3 separate regions of the Delphinus delphis genome follow, and all the other regions are linked to region 1. The links are chromatin contacts, called in public Hi-C maps. All regions are on one chromosome and are shown on one strand. Each heading gives the region's core, a stretch centred on a gene start, on an enhancer-like site or on the middle of the called end of the contact. The rest is flanking DNA. Distances are from core to core; before and after follow the strand shown. Region 1 holds the start of MRPS12 (mitochondrial ribosomal protein S12). Region 2 holds the start of MAP4K1 (mitogen-activated protein kinase kinase kinase kinase 1). Region 3 holds the start of ACTN4 (actinin alpha 4).

Region 1 (4,529 bases), core at 908-3,407:
TCTGCAAAGAAGACATTAATTTTAATGCTGTTTAAACAACAGTAAACGCAAACAGGCTCCCACTGTGTCCTGTACTGTTCTATGCATCGTACCTACGTTAATTTATGCTGCTCCACAGCGACCCCAAGGGGTATCCCTGGGAGGTGTCACTCCTCCTCCTCCCGTCGCACCCTCTCCTATCCCGGTGAGCAGATCCCATCAACTGAACCTTCACAACTGATCAGAATCCCTTTTCTCCCTCCCCCATGGCATCCACCCTGGTCCTGTCCACCCCCGTCTCCCACTGGACTCTCCTGTCCTCCTTCGTCCTCCTCCCAGGTCTCCCGACTCCTACTGTCTGCTCCCCACTCGAAGCCACAGGGACCCCATGGACACCTGGGTCAGATCACATCCCTCCCCTGCTCAGAGCCCTCGTGTGGCTCCATCTCAGTGAGGGTAAGAGCCGAATTCCCCCCCGGGGGGCCCACGAGGCCCCACATGGTCTGCGAGCTATTTCTCTGACCTCATCTCCTCACTTGCCCCCTCGTTATCCCTGCTCCAGCCTCAGCCTGTGTCCACGAACACATCAACAGAAAGGAGGGCAGTGTGGCTGCAGTGCAGTGAGAGGAAAGGCAGGTGGGGGAAAAGGGCAGGAATATGGTTCTAAGGTAGATGACAGGATGTGCTCATAGACAGGAAATAGGACATAAAAAGACTCAAACAACTGGATTCTCTTCAACAAACATTCATTGAGCACCTACTGTGTCTTGGCCCCAATCAATAATGGAGACGCAGTGGTGACTGAGACAACCCTGGGCCATGTCCTCTTGGAGTTCCCAGGCCAGAGCTGTGAGGTGCATCCTCTCTCTGTGTCCCTAGCACGAATGCCCTCTCACACCCAAATGTCACACTCCCCTCCAGATTCAGGGCAGGTCCTGGCCCTACAGTCCATTTCCATGTGTCCTTATGCCTCAAGTTACAGCACAATCCTCAGGACGAGACATTCCTAGAAGTCTCTTCCGACGGGTCTGCCCTTGACCAAGACTGTTCACCTCTCAGTGCCTCAGTGTCCTCATCTGTATGGTGGGCACCACACTCAGGTCTCCCTCCTTAGCACCGTGTGTGAGAGGCTTCCATGAAATATGCATGTCAAGCCAGCCCAGATTCCCCAAGCAGGGCACAGATCTGTCTTGTCCAGTCCTGTGACCCTTGGTGAATAAAGGTCTGCAGAGTGACTGAGTGGAATATTTCTCATAAGGGCATGGCCCAGGAGAATCATTTGATGTTTGTGGAAGAACTAGGTTCATAAATAAAGTGTCCCTCTCAGTGCCTGGCATGTAGTAGGCTCTTGAAAAACATCAGTTGGGGACTTCCCTGGCGGTCCAGTGGTTGAGACTCCACGCTTCCACTGCAAGGGTGCAAGGGGCGCGGGTTTGATCCCTGATCAGGGAACTAAGATCCCACAAGCCGTGTGGCTCGGCCAAAAAAAAAAAAGGAAAAGAAAACGTCAGTTGAATGAATGACTTCAAAGTCTTGCTTGGATGTCTCACCCATGGGAAGTATTTAATATCATTTGCTGAAAAAAATAATTGATCCGAACTCCTGATACCCACCAGACGCCTAAATGCTACTTCCTACCTCTTGCCCTTGAAACCCCTGCTCCGCCGAAACTCGGGGCTAAGGCAGAGGGACACAAGTCCCAGGGGAAATAACCCTCACGCAGCCTCGTCTCTGCAGCCCAAGCCCCCCATTTACCATGATTTAGGGACGTGCGGAGGCCACGGAGAAGGCCGGACCAGGACATCCCGCCGCCTGCAGCGTCCCTGTGTTAGGGGATAAGAGACTCATTAAGCAGGAGGAAGGGAAAGTGGCCGTAGTCGGGGGAGGGTCCAAATTCTCCCCATCCCACTCTCGGAGCCTTCCGGTTAAATCTAAGGAATTTCCTCTCATTGTAAAACCACAACCCCTAACGCTGCTAACAGAAAATCCCTCCGTAAATTTAGTCTTGCTCTGAATAGGCTCTCCCAACCGCCCCCGCTCACAAACAGAAGGAAACTAGAAACTGAGAGGAGGCCCGGGAAGTTTGGAGGACCCGAGAACTCTGCCGACCTTACCGACCCTAGCCGGGTCCACAGACACGCCGAATGCGGCCTCTAGCACGGTCTAGGGATTATCCCGGCAGGGATTGGCTGGTTCTGCCTCTCCCGTACACTGAAGGGGCGGGGAACAGATGACGATTGGGCAACGACAGTGTCAATCTCGGTCAACTGTTCTCGCTGATCTTTTTTCTTGAGGCATGGGAGAGGGCTCACCCCTTCCAGGCTCTGATTGGCTAGTCCCAAGAATAGCTGCTTTGCAATTAGTCTAAACGCGTAGTGGGCGGGACGAAGAGTGCGTGTCTCTTTGTCCCCCTTCCAAGATGGCTGCGTCCATAATGCGGCGCTTGTGGCCTCTGGTGGCTGCTCGGGGCTCGCGGCTCCGGGGAGGCTGCGTTTGCAACCAGAGCCCAAGGAGAAGTTTCGCTACAGAGAGACGAGACCGGAACCTCCTGTACGAGCACGCGCGTGAGGGCTACAGCGCGCTCCCTCAGCTGGACATGGAGCCGCTGTGCGCATACCCGGAAGAGGCCGCGCGCGCCCTGGAGCTCCGCAAGGGGGAGCTGCGGTCGGAGGATCTGCCCACGATCGTGAGTGCGCTTGCGCCGGCCGGTGGTTGCGAGGCCGGGCCGCTTTGTCTATTGGCTGTTCGTTTTACGGACGAAATGGGCTAGCAAGAAACTCTCCAGCAGGGGCCGGTCTTATCGCAGGAATTTTAGTTCCTTCCCAAGTTTAGCCAACGTGTTGTACTTGGCACCTAACTACGTGCCAGTTAGCCAGAGTGCTAAGGCCCTACTGTCTAGATACCCATGATGCGCTTGCCCCATAAAGCGTGCTGGGTACCCACTCTGCGTTAGGAACTTACTGTCTGCCAGCGTCCTCTGTGCTTAGACCTCATGCCAGGCTTATCCTAAGGCCACGAAGGAAAATGGGGGACAGGGATGTGAATCAGCGGCGGGGGGGTGTGAATCAGCGGTAGGGGCGGGGGTTGCCTCTTGCCTTTGGAGAATGAGAGGTAGAGTTGTGCACCTACCCCACAGGTAGTAGGCAGTTAAATAGTGTTATTTAATGAATGAATGTGCTTTTGAACAGATATGTAGGGAGCACCCCTGTTGTGTTCCAGATGTTGAGAATAAGGCAGTGAATATTATTATTAATAATAATAAAGCTAGCACTTATATAGTACTGCATGCTGGGGAACTAGAACCAGGGTCACCATACTTCTAGACCCTGCTGGGGTGCTGAGGATGATGGGGACCCCAAATCCTCCCAGCCCTCTCTTGGGCCCCCCTACCATCCTATTTTAAGTGCTTTACACAGATGAGTCTCATTTAAATTTCACAACTTTATGACGTGGGTACCATTATTTCCCCTATTTTATCAGAGGGGAAGTTAAGGCTCAGAGAAGTTAATTAAAAAAGAAAACCTAGGAACTTCCCTGGTGGCGCAGTGGTTCAGAATCCGCCTGCCAACGCAGGGGACACAGGTACAAGCCCCGGTCCGGGAAGATCCCACATGCCGCGGAACAACGAATCCCATGCGCCACAACTACTGAGCCTGTGCTCTAGAGCCAGCGAGCCACAACTACTGAAGCCCGCGTGCCTAGAGCCCAAGCACCGCAACAAGGGGAGCCACCGCAATGAGAAGCCCGCACACTGCAAGGAGGAGTAGCCCCCGCTCGCCACAACTTAGAGGAAGCCTGTGCACAGCAAGGAAGACCCGACGCAGCCAAAAATAATTAAAAATTAATTAATTTTTCAAAAAAGAAAAACAAAAAATATATGGCAGTTCCTCAAAAAATTAAACATAGAATTACCATGTATTCCAGCAATTCCACTTCTGGATATATACCCAAAAAGAACTGAAAGAAGGGACTCAGATATTTGTATGCCCATGTTTATAGCTGCGTTAGTCACAGTGGCCAAAAGGTGGAAGCAACCCAAGGGTCCACTGATGGATAAATGGATAAACAAAATGTGGTAAATACATACAATGGAATAACATTCAGCCTTAAAAAGGAAGGACATTCTGACACATGCTACAACGTGGATGCACTTTAAAGACGTTATGCTAAGTGAAATTTGCCAGTCACAAAAGGGCAAATACTGTGTGATTCCAGTTGTATGAGGCACCTGGAGCAAATTCACAGAGACAGAATGTAGAATGGTGGTTGTCAGGGGCAGGAGGGGAGAAAGTTTAATGGGTACAGAGTTTCAGTTTGGGAATGTAAAGAAGTTCCAGAGGTGGGTAGTTATGATGATAGCACGACGATATGAATGTACTTAATGCCACTGAACTGTACACTTAAAAACAATTTTTTATTGGAGTAGTTGCTTTACAATATTGTGTTAGTTTCTGCTATACAGCAAAGTGAATCAGTTATACATACACATATATCCACTCTTTTTTGGATTTTTTTCCATATAGGTCATTACAGAATATTGAGTGGAGTTC
Region 2 (4,529 bases), core at 1,005-3,504, 240 kb after region 1:
GCAAAGAGGAGACAAGAGCTGAGGCCCGTCACTCTATGGAACCCGGTGGGGGGTGGAGGGCACTGTAGCCTGCTCCTCCCTCTTCCTTTCTTCCCTCCCTCTACATCTGTCACTGGCCATTTGCTCTACTCAAATACTGAATCAGCTCTATAACCTCTACTGAAGCTTATCCACATCCCAGACCTAAGTGTAATCTCTAAACCCCATCAGAACCCTGGAGTCTTTTCTAGGATGCCTCCTCAATCTCTCAGCCAACCAGCCCTTGCAGCCTGTATACCTGGTCCCCTGGACATCTTCGCCACCCACCCCTTCCTTCTGTCCCCAAACCCCACTGTGGTCTAGCCCCATCCTCTCCTGCCTAGCTTCCCTCATCCCAGCCCCGACCAATCTATCTGTGCTTCCCCCATCACCGCTCTGACCACTCCTGGCTATCACTGTCTATTGTCTGGTCTGCCTGGACTCTGAACTAGGAACTGCATGAAAGCATGACCTTTGGCTGTTTTTGGTCACCTGTGGTCCGCAGCATTGCCCAGAACTGACCGAGTAGATTTTAGTAAACATGTGTTCAATGAATGACATGAGGAAAAAAAAGGAGAGCAATAAAGAGGCACTGAGAGACACAGTGAGACTGAGGAACAGAGAGAGGAAACTGAGGGGCTGATAGAGGGAAAGCTGAGGAGCAGAGAGGGCGGGCTTAAAGCAATTAAAGAGGGGGAGACTGAGCGGTTGGCAAGGCTACCACCTGCCTTTAGGCCTTTACAGTGCTTTCCTTAAACATGTCCTCCAGGATGACTGAAAAATCCCACCCCTTGCTGTCTCCAGAAAACCCTCTCCTCCACCCCTCTTGGCCAGAAGTGCTCCCTCCGACCAGGCTCAGACCTGTCGATCCCCTTAAGCAACTTGCCCACGTTCGCTCTCATCTGCTCGAACATCGCCATGACTGTTGTCGCCTCCCACACCAGGGCTACAGCCGAACTCCCGGCCGGCACTGCGTCCTCGAGAACTGGAAGAGGAAGAGCTGGTGGAAACGGAAACTACGTCTTTGTTTTCTCTCCAGCCCGAGTGGCGGTGAAGGTGTGGGGAAGCTCTGGAGGCTACTGCCACGCTTTCCGGCTGCCGCGTGACTTCTTCCCAGCGGCGCAGTTAGCGCGTGCGCATACTCTCTAACCGAGCAGAACCAACGGCGCGAGAAAAGACCTAGTCTAGCCCAGTGCGCAGGCGCTTCTAGAGGCGAGGAGGCGGGGCTCAGGTTTTCCGGGGCCTCGAGTATCCATTTCCAGTCCTTGGGAAGTGCGCGGGAACTCCCAGTGAAGGAGCCTGTTTACTGGTGGCTTGCACCCACGTCGCACTGCGCGCGGCCGTGAACTCAAAACTGTGTTGGAATGCACGTGTTAGACAGATTCCTTTTGGGCCGTGGCCAAGTCCCGAGGAAGATGCTCTCTGAGGTCCCCTTTTGGCCCAGGCCTCGGTCCCTGAGGCAGGATCCTGAGCTCCTCGCACTCCATTCTAACGCCGGGGGTTGCGGCCCGCAAAGCCGTTGTTCTCTGCCCGGCAGGGGCAGGGTGAGGGGGTTCCTGGACTCCTCCGGCTCGTTTTGTGGGTGAAAGCGAGTGCCCCGTGTGTGCCGTCATGAGATGTGTGAACAGATTCTGCACGCTGCAGGCATGGATACACATGCATGTGTCACTTATGTATATGCTCTGGGTACATCCACATATGTGCACACGGATATCCAGGCATTTGCATGTCGACTGGTCTTCGCACCGCACAGGAGGTTACCACTAAGTGCATGTATGTGCCCCCGGTGAGCAGTGATATACATTGCATGGCCGTCTCTGTGCAGACCTGCCATCTCTGAGTTGTGGCCCAGCACTCAAGCACTCAGCAGAGGTTCAACTGTAGTTTTTAGCCGCTGCCCAGAACGGGGGAGGGAGTGTTAGGGCACCCCTCCAGGTCACAATTAAGATAGTTTGCATCTGGTTTACATGCAGCCCAGGGCCCTGGAAGTGGAGGGGGTGTCCCCTGGGTCCCAAGGCAAGCTGCCCCTCACAGGCTCTTAGGGCCCAGGGGACAGGGGGTGGAGCCGGCTGCAGAGCTCTGTGCTGGGGCAGGAAGCGAGAGTGGGGAGGGGGGAGGCCACAGCCGGTGGAGGCAAGGCGGGTGCAGGGCGTGTGGGGAGGGAGGGAGGTGACAGCACTCCGAGCCCTGAGGCCCTGCTGGCCACTGGGCGCAGGCCCAGCTCCGGGCCCCAGGAATGGACCTCGTGGACCCTGACATCTTTAATAGGGATCCCCGGGACCACTATGACCTGCTACAGCGGCTGGGTGGTGGCACCTATGGGGAAGTCTTCAAGGTGAGGAACCCCCTCATTCTCCATCACCCTCAAACCGGTGACCTTTGGGGTGAGGCCCAAGAAGGGAAGGGGATGTGAGAGGGTCCCAGTCCTTGGCTTTGGTTCAGGGTTGCTGAGGAGGAGCTCAGGCGAATGGAGCCCGCCTGACTGCCAACTTCCCCTTTACAAGGCTCGAGACAAGGTGACGGGGGACCTGGTGGCGTTGAAGATGGTGAAGATGGAGCCTGGTGAGGAGAGGACCTCAGGAGCTTCTTCCCCACACGCCCACCTCCTGGGACACTGGGATCTCCCCCATACTCCCTCCCTGTAGCAGCCTTTTCTCTCTGTCCCTCCTTGCAGACGATGATGTTTCCACACTTCAGAAGGAAATCCTCATCTTGAAAACTTGTCGGCACGCCAACATCGTTGCCTACCATGGGAGTTATCTCTGGTGATGAGCCTCAGACCTGCCCTGACACCCAGCCCAGCCCCTACACGCGAGCTCCCATTCCTGACCAGGGTACCCCCTAACCTGACCTCAAATCCTGGACCCCCATTTTTAACTGGGGCACTCCTAACTTGATCCCCAGCCCAAAGTCCCACTTTTTTGACCAGAGCACCCCCAAATCTAATCTCCAATAGATAACTCCCATTTCTGACTAGGGGTCCACCAAACTGACCCCTTCTGAGTAACCAAACCTGAAACCAAGTCCCCTAAAACTAATCTTTCATCATTTTGCCCTTCGGGTCCCCTAGTTTCACTTTCATTTCCTTTAATACGAACCCCTAAATTCCCTGACCCCCAAATTAAGATCCCAGATGCCCCAATAAAGTCCTCTGTCCCCCAGACCTGGTATCCTAGCTCCTCTGTCCCCTCCAAACTTCCACAACCTGTGAGGTCTCTACCCTGTCTCCTAGGTTAGCATGGGACGACAGAGGATGCCACGGGTCAGGAGCCCAAAGAGCTGGATTCCACTCCAGTTGATCCTAAACATATATTTCCTCTCTGAGCCTCAACTTCCCCATCTATAAAATGGGATGCTCTCACTGTAGTGGGCAATAGAGAGATGACAGCTCTTACATTAAAGTTCTTGTTGAACTAGAATAAGATGGACAGTGAGCCAGGAGGTATCCTATAATCATTACTGCTGTTATTAGTATTGCTTTTGAACTGTTACAGGCTGCAGAAGCTCTGGATCTGCATGGAATTCTGTGGGGCTGGTTCTCTCCAGGACATCTACCAAGGTGAGAGGAAGGGCACGGGGATCCAGGTAGCCCCATTCCCCCCAATTCGCCTGTCCTGTCTCTCTGCCTTTGTGTCTCCTGGGACTGTCTTTACGGTCCATATTTCACACAGTAAGCTGGCCCCTCCTCTGGGCCTGGCCTGGCCTGTATGATGCTGGGGATACTGTGGTGACCGAGCGGGCACTGACCCCTGTCCTCCAGGACCTGAGAGTCCAGCCCCAGTCTTTCTGCATGCAATGATCCCCTCTACTTCCCCTGCCCCATCTTCCCCGTGTCTGCATTTTCTCACCAAGGTGTATTCATGCGTTTGAGTATTTCTGCATTTCTGGCTCATCCTCAGTGCCCACATGTTCGTTTAATAGTGACTGTATTTCTGATTCTCTTAGCCTGCTTTTCACTCTCTCGGAGCATTGGAGGGTGTGGGTGGGGTGGGCCTCTGATCACTTCGAGTTTTCTCTTGCGCACCTCTATCTTCGACCATCTCCCGGTCTCCCTCTGGCCTCAGACCTCAAATGCCAGGAAGGAAGGACTTCATTAAGAAGTCCTCAGAGGGGGAAACTGAGGCCCACAGAGAGGAAGTGACTCACCCTGCCAGCCCGTCAGACCTGGTCTCTAACCCCTCTGCCTACTGTCTCTCTCTAGTGTATCCTCTTCACCCCTTTGTGTCTCTCTTTCTCACCATGTCTGTTTTCCCACTTTTTGTTCTCCGACCATGTCTTTCTTTCTCTGCCTCAATTTGGGTCTGTTCCTGATTCTCTTTCTCTCTCTGTCTCTCTCCCTGTCTCTCTCTGCCTTTCCTCATTTTACAAAGTGACATCACCCCCTGCTCAGAGCCCTTCCATACCTTCCAGTTCCCTCCAAAGCCAAGCCCAAATTTCTCATCACAGCCGGCAAGTCTGACCCCCACTGGCACACCCCAAGCAGACACACCTCATCTCCGCTCCATCCACTT
Region 3 (4,529 bases), core at 662-3,161, 220 kb after region 1:
CCACACACATCCATCCTTGTAGAATCAAGAAGGGACCCCTTCGACCCCTCCTCATGTCACAGATGACAGAACTGCCCTGAGATCAAGGGCCTTGCCCAAGGCCACAGAGCTGACAACAAAGCTAGGAAGAAAATCCAGATCTCCGGAACATATTAAATGCCTCTAAGTGCAAGTACTTCCCACCCTCTTCACACACAACACTTTTAAACAGCCCCCTCCCAACACACACACCCACTCAACACCCTCCTTTCTTTAGCTCTTGCTGCACATGCTCAAACCCTCTCTTCTATAAGCTTGGAGCTCTCCCCTCTCAACCACCCTGGATTACACACACACACACCACCTTCTCAACATGCCACCTGAAAACAGACCCTGCTTTAGAAAGAGCTCTTCACCACCACCCCCAAAAGACACAATTCTTCTGGACACTCTCACCTCTTCCTCCCCAAACAATGTATTCTCCCTTCACAATACACACACTCTCTCCAGTCTCGGGACTGCATGTCCAGAAGCCCCCACCCCCAAATTCCTTTCTCAGTCTATCCATCACACACTCCCTTTCTAATGAGACTTTCATTACTACTCTAACCTCCCTCCCACCATCCGCCATTCCGCTCATTCCCTCCCGCCATCCTCACCTGGTCCAGGCTACCTTAGCCTCCGGCGCCGCCAACCCTTTGCTGAGCTTTGTCTGCGTTCCATCAGTTCTTCAGAACCCCTCCTCAAAACACTCCAGATACTCTCTGGATCCCCCCTTCGGCCTCTCCTCATCAATGAGGTCTCGGCCTCATCACATTCCTCCTCTTCTTCCTATCTCCCAATCTTCTCCTCTTCCCCGTAGAACAGCGCACCCCAAATAAATCTCACCTCCTCCAAAACCTCCTATTCACAGCTCCCTAACTTCTCCCTTCAGACCCGGAGTCCCGGAACTCCTCCTTAGCAGCCCTCCCCGTTCTCACCCCCCAAGCTCCGGGTCCTTTCACACCCACTTCTTTCCTCAGCCCCTCTCCTCCTTCCACCTCCCCAGTCTCCCCAGTCCTCCCACTACTCTTCAGACTTCATAATCCCTTCCTTGGTACCCCTACTCCATCTTCAGACTTCCAGAATCTTCATCCCCTTTAGAAGTCCCCCAACCCGGGGCTCCCACAATTCCAACCCTCTTCAGAGGATTCCGCAATCCAAATAACCCCCTCCGTACTCGAGCTCTTCAGACTCCCCCGACGCCTAACTCTATCCTGACCCACAAATTCCAGACTCCCCCGTTTCTCTCTGAACACCCCCCAGTCCATCCTGACCCACCAGTCCCGCCTCAGACCCCGTTCCATTTTAGAGTCTCCAATCATCTCGCCGGTTTCCCCCAATTCCCCGCCCAGACCCTCCAATTCCTTCATCGGGCTCCCCGATTCCTTGTTTTAGATTTCCATATTCCCTACTCAGCCGCCAATTATTTTTTCAGACTCCCAATTCCCTGCTCAAGTTCTGCAACTCCTCTTCAGGACTCTAAACCCCTTCCCAGACCCGCCAGTTCATTCCCAGGACGCCCAGTTCTCACCACAGACCCTCCAATTCCGTCTCAGGACCTCCCAGCCCCCAGCCTCCCTCGGAAGCCCCCCCCCTCCAGCCCATTCGGCCCGCGGGCCGCGCACCTTGCGCTGCTGCTTCTCCCAGGCCGGGTCCAGCAGCAGGTCCCGGTCCCAGTCGTCCTCCTGGGCCATGTAGTCGCCCATGCTACCCCCGCCGCCAGCGCCATTGCTCCCGCTGCTGGGGCCGTATTGGTACGACTGGTTCGCCGCGTGGTAGTCCACCATTCCGCTGCCTCTCCCGAGCCCGTCCACTCCCGCCTCTGCTCCCGCCCCTCTGGCCGAGCCGCCGTCGCCGCCGCCGCCGCCGCCGCTACCGCCGCCGCTTCAGCAGCTTCAGCCCGCCCTCCACTGACGCCTGCGCACTGCTCGCTGCGCCTGCGCACCGCGCCGCCGCCGCCGCCCTCTCGCGCGCGCGCGCTTCCTATGCCAAAAAGCACTGAAACCCCGCCTCGGGGAGCTCGGAGCCTGCGCAGAGTGCACCTCCCCTCGGCCCTTCAGCTCATGGACGAGCCGCGCCCCCTCTCCCGCGTGAGCGCGCGCGGCCTCTGCGTGTGGGCGGGGCCCGAGCATGGATGATTCGTAAGGCGGGTCTCGACATCAGGCTTGAACCTGCTGAGGCGTGGCGTGTATTCCCATTAAGTAACAGAAATTTAACAAATATTTATTAAGCGCCCTCTGTGTGCGTTGCCAGTAAACAAGATAGACAAAACTCCCTGGCCTCATGGAAGGGAGACAACAAAATTTTAAGTGCATATATATTACAGGGGTAAGTGTTATGGAGAAAAATCAAGCAAAGCTGGAACGTAAACGAAGTACTCAAGGTAGCCTTTGCGGAGAAGGAGAACATTTGAACAAACATCTGAGGGATTCACGAAATGAACATGGGAGTTAGATAGACTGGAATAGATACTGGCTGATGGGAAAGGTAGAGGATTTTTTGGACTTGTCTATCTTCATTCATTCAACAAACATTTATTGGGCACCTACTGGTGTGCCAGGGCCTGTTCTTGGGTACTGGCGATATGGTGCCGAGCATGATAAATGTGATTGGTTCTCAAGTGGCTAATATGGGGGGGCGTGGCGCAGCAATAAATAAATACAGATAAATGACATTGCTACATTGAGGCATGTCAAGTGTAAATATCCAAAGCGGAGCTCCTCATCTTGCTCTCTGACCTGGTCACCCCACAGTCATCCCCATCCCAGTCAATGGCACCTCCATCCTTCCAGCTGCGCAGGCAACAAAGCTTGCAGTCCTCCTTGGCTCCTCTGTCTTCACACCCCACATCCAGTTCTTCAGGAAATTCTGTCAGTTCCATCTTCAGAGTATGTACGGAATCCACCCACTTCCCCTTTCCCCCACGGCCACACATCCTGGTCCTGTCCAGCCTCGCCTTGTCTTCGCTTGGACCACTGCAGTAGCGTCCTCACCATCTCTCTGCTCCTCCACTCACCTCCCAACTCTCCTTCTCACAAGAAGTCAGAAGGAGCCTGTGAACACTTGAGTCAGATCAAGTCCCTTCCTCCCTGCTCAGAACCTTCCTTTGGTGCCTCGTGTCAAAGTCAAGGAAAGGAGGAAAGGCTGCCGGAGTCTTCCTTGCCCTGGTGCAGCCCAGCCCAGCTTTTGAAATAACCGAGACTCCTGGGGCCTCAGCCAAACCCACAAGGTCGTCCAGGTCCTGGTCATCCTGGTCCCCATTCTTATACCAGCTCACCTCCCACTCTGCCCCTCCTCTCTGAGCTCCCGCCACACTGCTGGCCTCCTAGCTGTTCCTCCAACACCCCGGGTATGCTCCAGCCTCAGGGCCTTTGTATACGGTGATACCTGTTACCACTGTTTGGAACACTTTCCCCAGATACTGGATCCCCTGGGCTCATAGCCTCCTCTCCTGCAGATCAGCGGAAGTATCACCTCGTGAGACCTCCCCTGACCACCTTTTCATAAATAGCATCCCACACCTTCCCAGCTTTATTCTTTCCAGAATACTGATCACCATTTAATATACTACATGACTGGTTTATTTATCATGTTTATTTGTCTCCTTCCCAACAATGTCAGCCTGTGAATGGTGAGGATCTTTTGCTTTGGTCACTGCTGTATCTCTAGCCCCTGAAGCACTGTCTGGCACAAGACAGAAGCTTAATAAATCCCAGATGAATGAACAGACTTAAAACCATACTGAAGAATCTGAGGAGTTTTTTTGGTTTTTTGGTTTTTTTACTATTTTTTGCCTGAAAAGTTTTGATTTTATTCTAAGTGCAGTGCGGACATATAATGAATTTTATGCTAAGTGCAACGGTAAGTTAGGAGAGGACTGCAAGCAGGGGTGGGGTCTGATTCAACTGTCCCTAGGGTCTGTCTGGCCACACAAGGGGAACATACTGTAGAAGGTGGAGTGAGTTCAGGGAGCCCAGCGGGGAGGCTGCCGCGATGGTCCTGACGAGGCTGGACAGACAGACAAGAGGGTGAAGGAGGAGAGTGCTGAGGAGAGGCAGTGGGAGGATGTGGGAAAGTGGAGCCTCCAAGACTTAGTGTCATGAATTTGATGGGGGTGGGAGGCAGGGGCGGGAAAGAGCAAAGAATCAAGACTCAAGATGGCTCTAGGTTTTGGACCTAGAGCAACCTTGAGGGGAATGGGTGGGTGTTAGGGAAGGTAAGAAGGTAAGGGTTTGACTGAAGCAGAGCCTGACTGGCAATACAAAAGGACTGTGTTGCAGTCATCTGCTGGGGATGGGGATTAGAAGACACAGCTTCTCCAGGTTATGGGAGCTACCGGGATCTCTCCTCTCCTCTCTCAAAGGCACTAGAAGAGATCCAAGGGCAAGCAAAGGAAGGGGATGATGCCTAGGTGGCAGCCCACTTTCCCAGGTAATGCCATGACCTGGCCAAAACGGGTGTTGGCTGTTTCCAAAGCTGGGCTGGGCTGGGCTGGGTCTGGCTTGGGG

What was found. A called contact is a pair of places that touch in the nucleus more often than the background predicts.
Region 2: a contact with region 1 is called in a Hi-C map of lung, with 3 times the contacts expected there. The contact joins the promoter of MAP4K1 here to the promoter of MRPS12 in region 1. A contact is called at or near these places in 2 of 3 Hi-C or Micro-C datasets (lung and muscle).
Region 3: a Hi-C map of lung shows a contact between it and region 1, with 4 times the contacts expected there. The contact joins the promoter of ACTN4 here to the promoter of MRPS12 in region 1. A contact is called at or near these places in 2 of 3 Hi-C or Micro-C datasets (lung and muscle).

The regions. Positions count from the first base shown.
Region 1 is chr20:13,375,452-13,379,980 of mDelDel1.2, forward strand. MRPS12 (mitochondrial ribosomal protein S12) reads right to left here and starts at 2,158. Exons shown (of 3, transcript XM_060000056.1): 1 at 2,094-2,158; 2 at 1,735-1,802. The coding sequence starts at 1,783. SARS2 (seryl-tRNA synthetase 2, mitochondrial) reads left to right here and starts at 2,387. Exons shown (of 18, transcript XR_009517662.1): 1 at 2,387-2,665.
Region 2 is chr20:13,612,340-13,616,868 of mDelDel1.2, forward strand. It overlaps MAP4K1 (mitogen-activated protein kinase kinase kinase kinase 1), which reads left to right and starts at 2,255. Exons shown (of 31, transcript XM_060000756.1): 1 at 2,255-2,353; 2 at 2,523-2,580; 3 at 2,693-2,783; 4 at 3,513-3,577. The coding sequence starts at 2,255. It overlaps EIF3K (eukaryotic translation initiation factor 3 subunit K), which reads right to left and starts at 1,063. Exons shown (of 8, transcript XM_060000754.2): 1 at 880-1,063. The coding sequence starts at 938.
Region 3 is chr20:13,594,527-13,599,055 of mDelDel1.2, forward strand. ACTN4 (actinin alpha 4) reads right to left here and starts at 1,912. Exons shown (of 22, transcript XM_059999927.1): 1 at 1,647-1,912. The coding sequence starts at 1,808.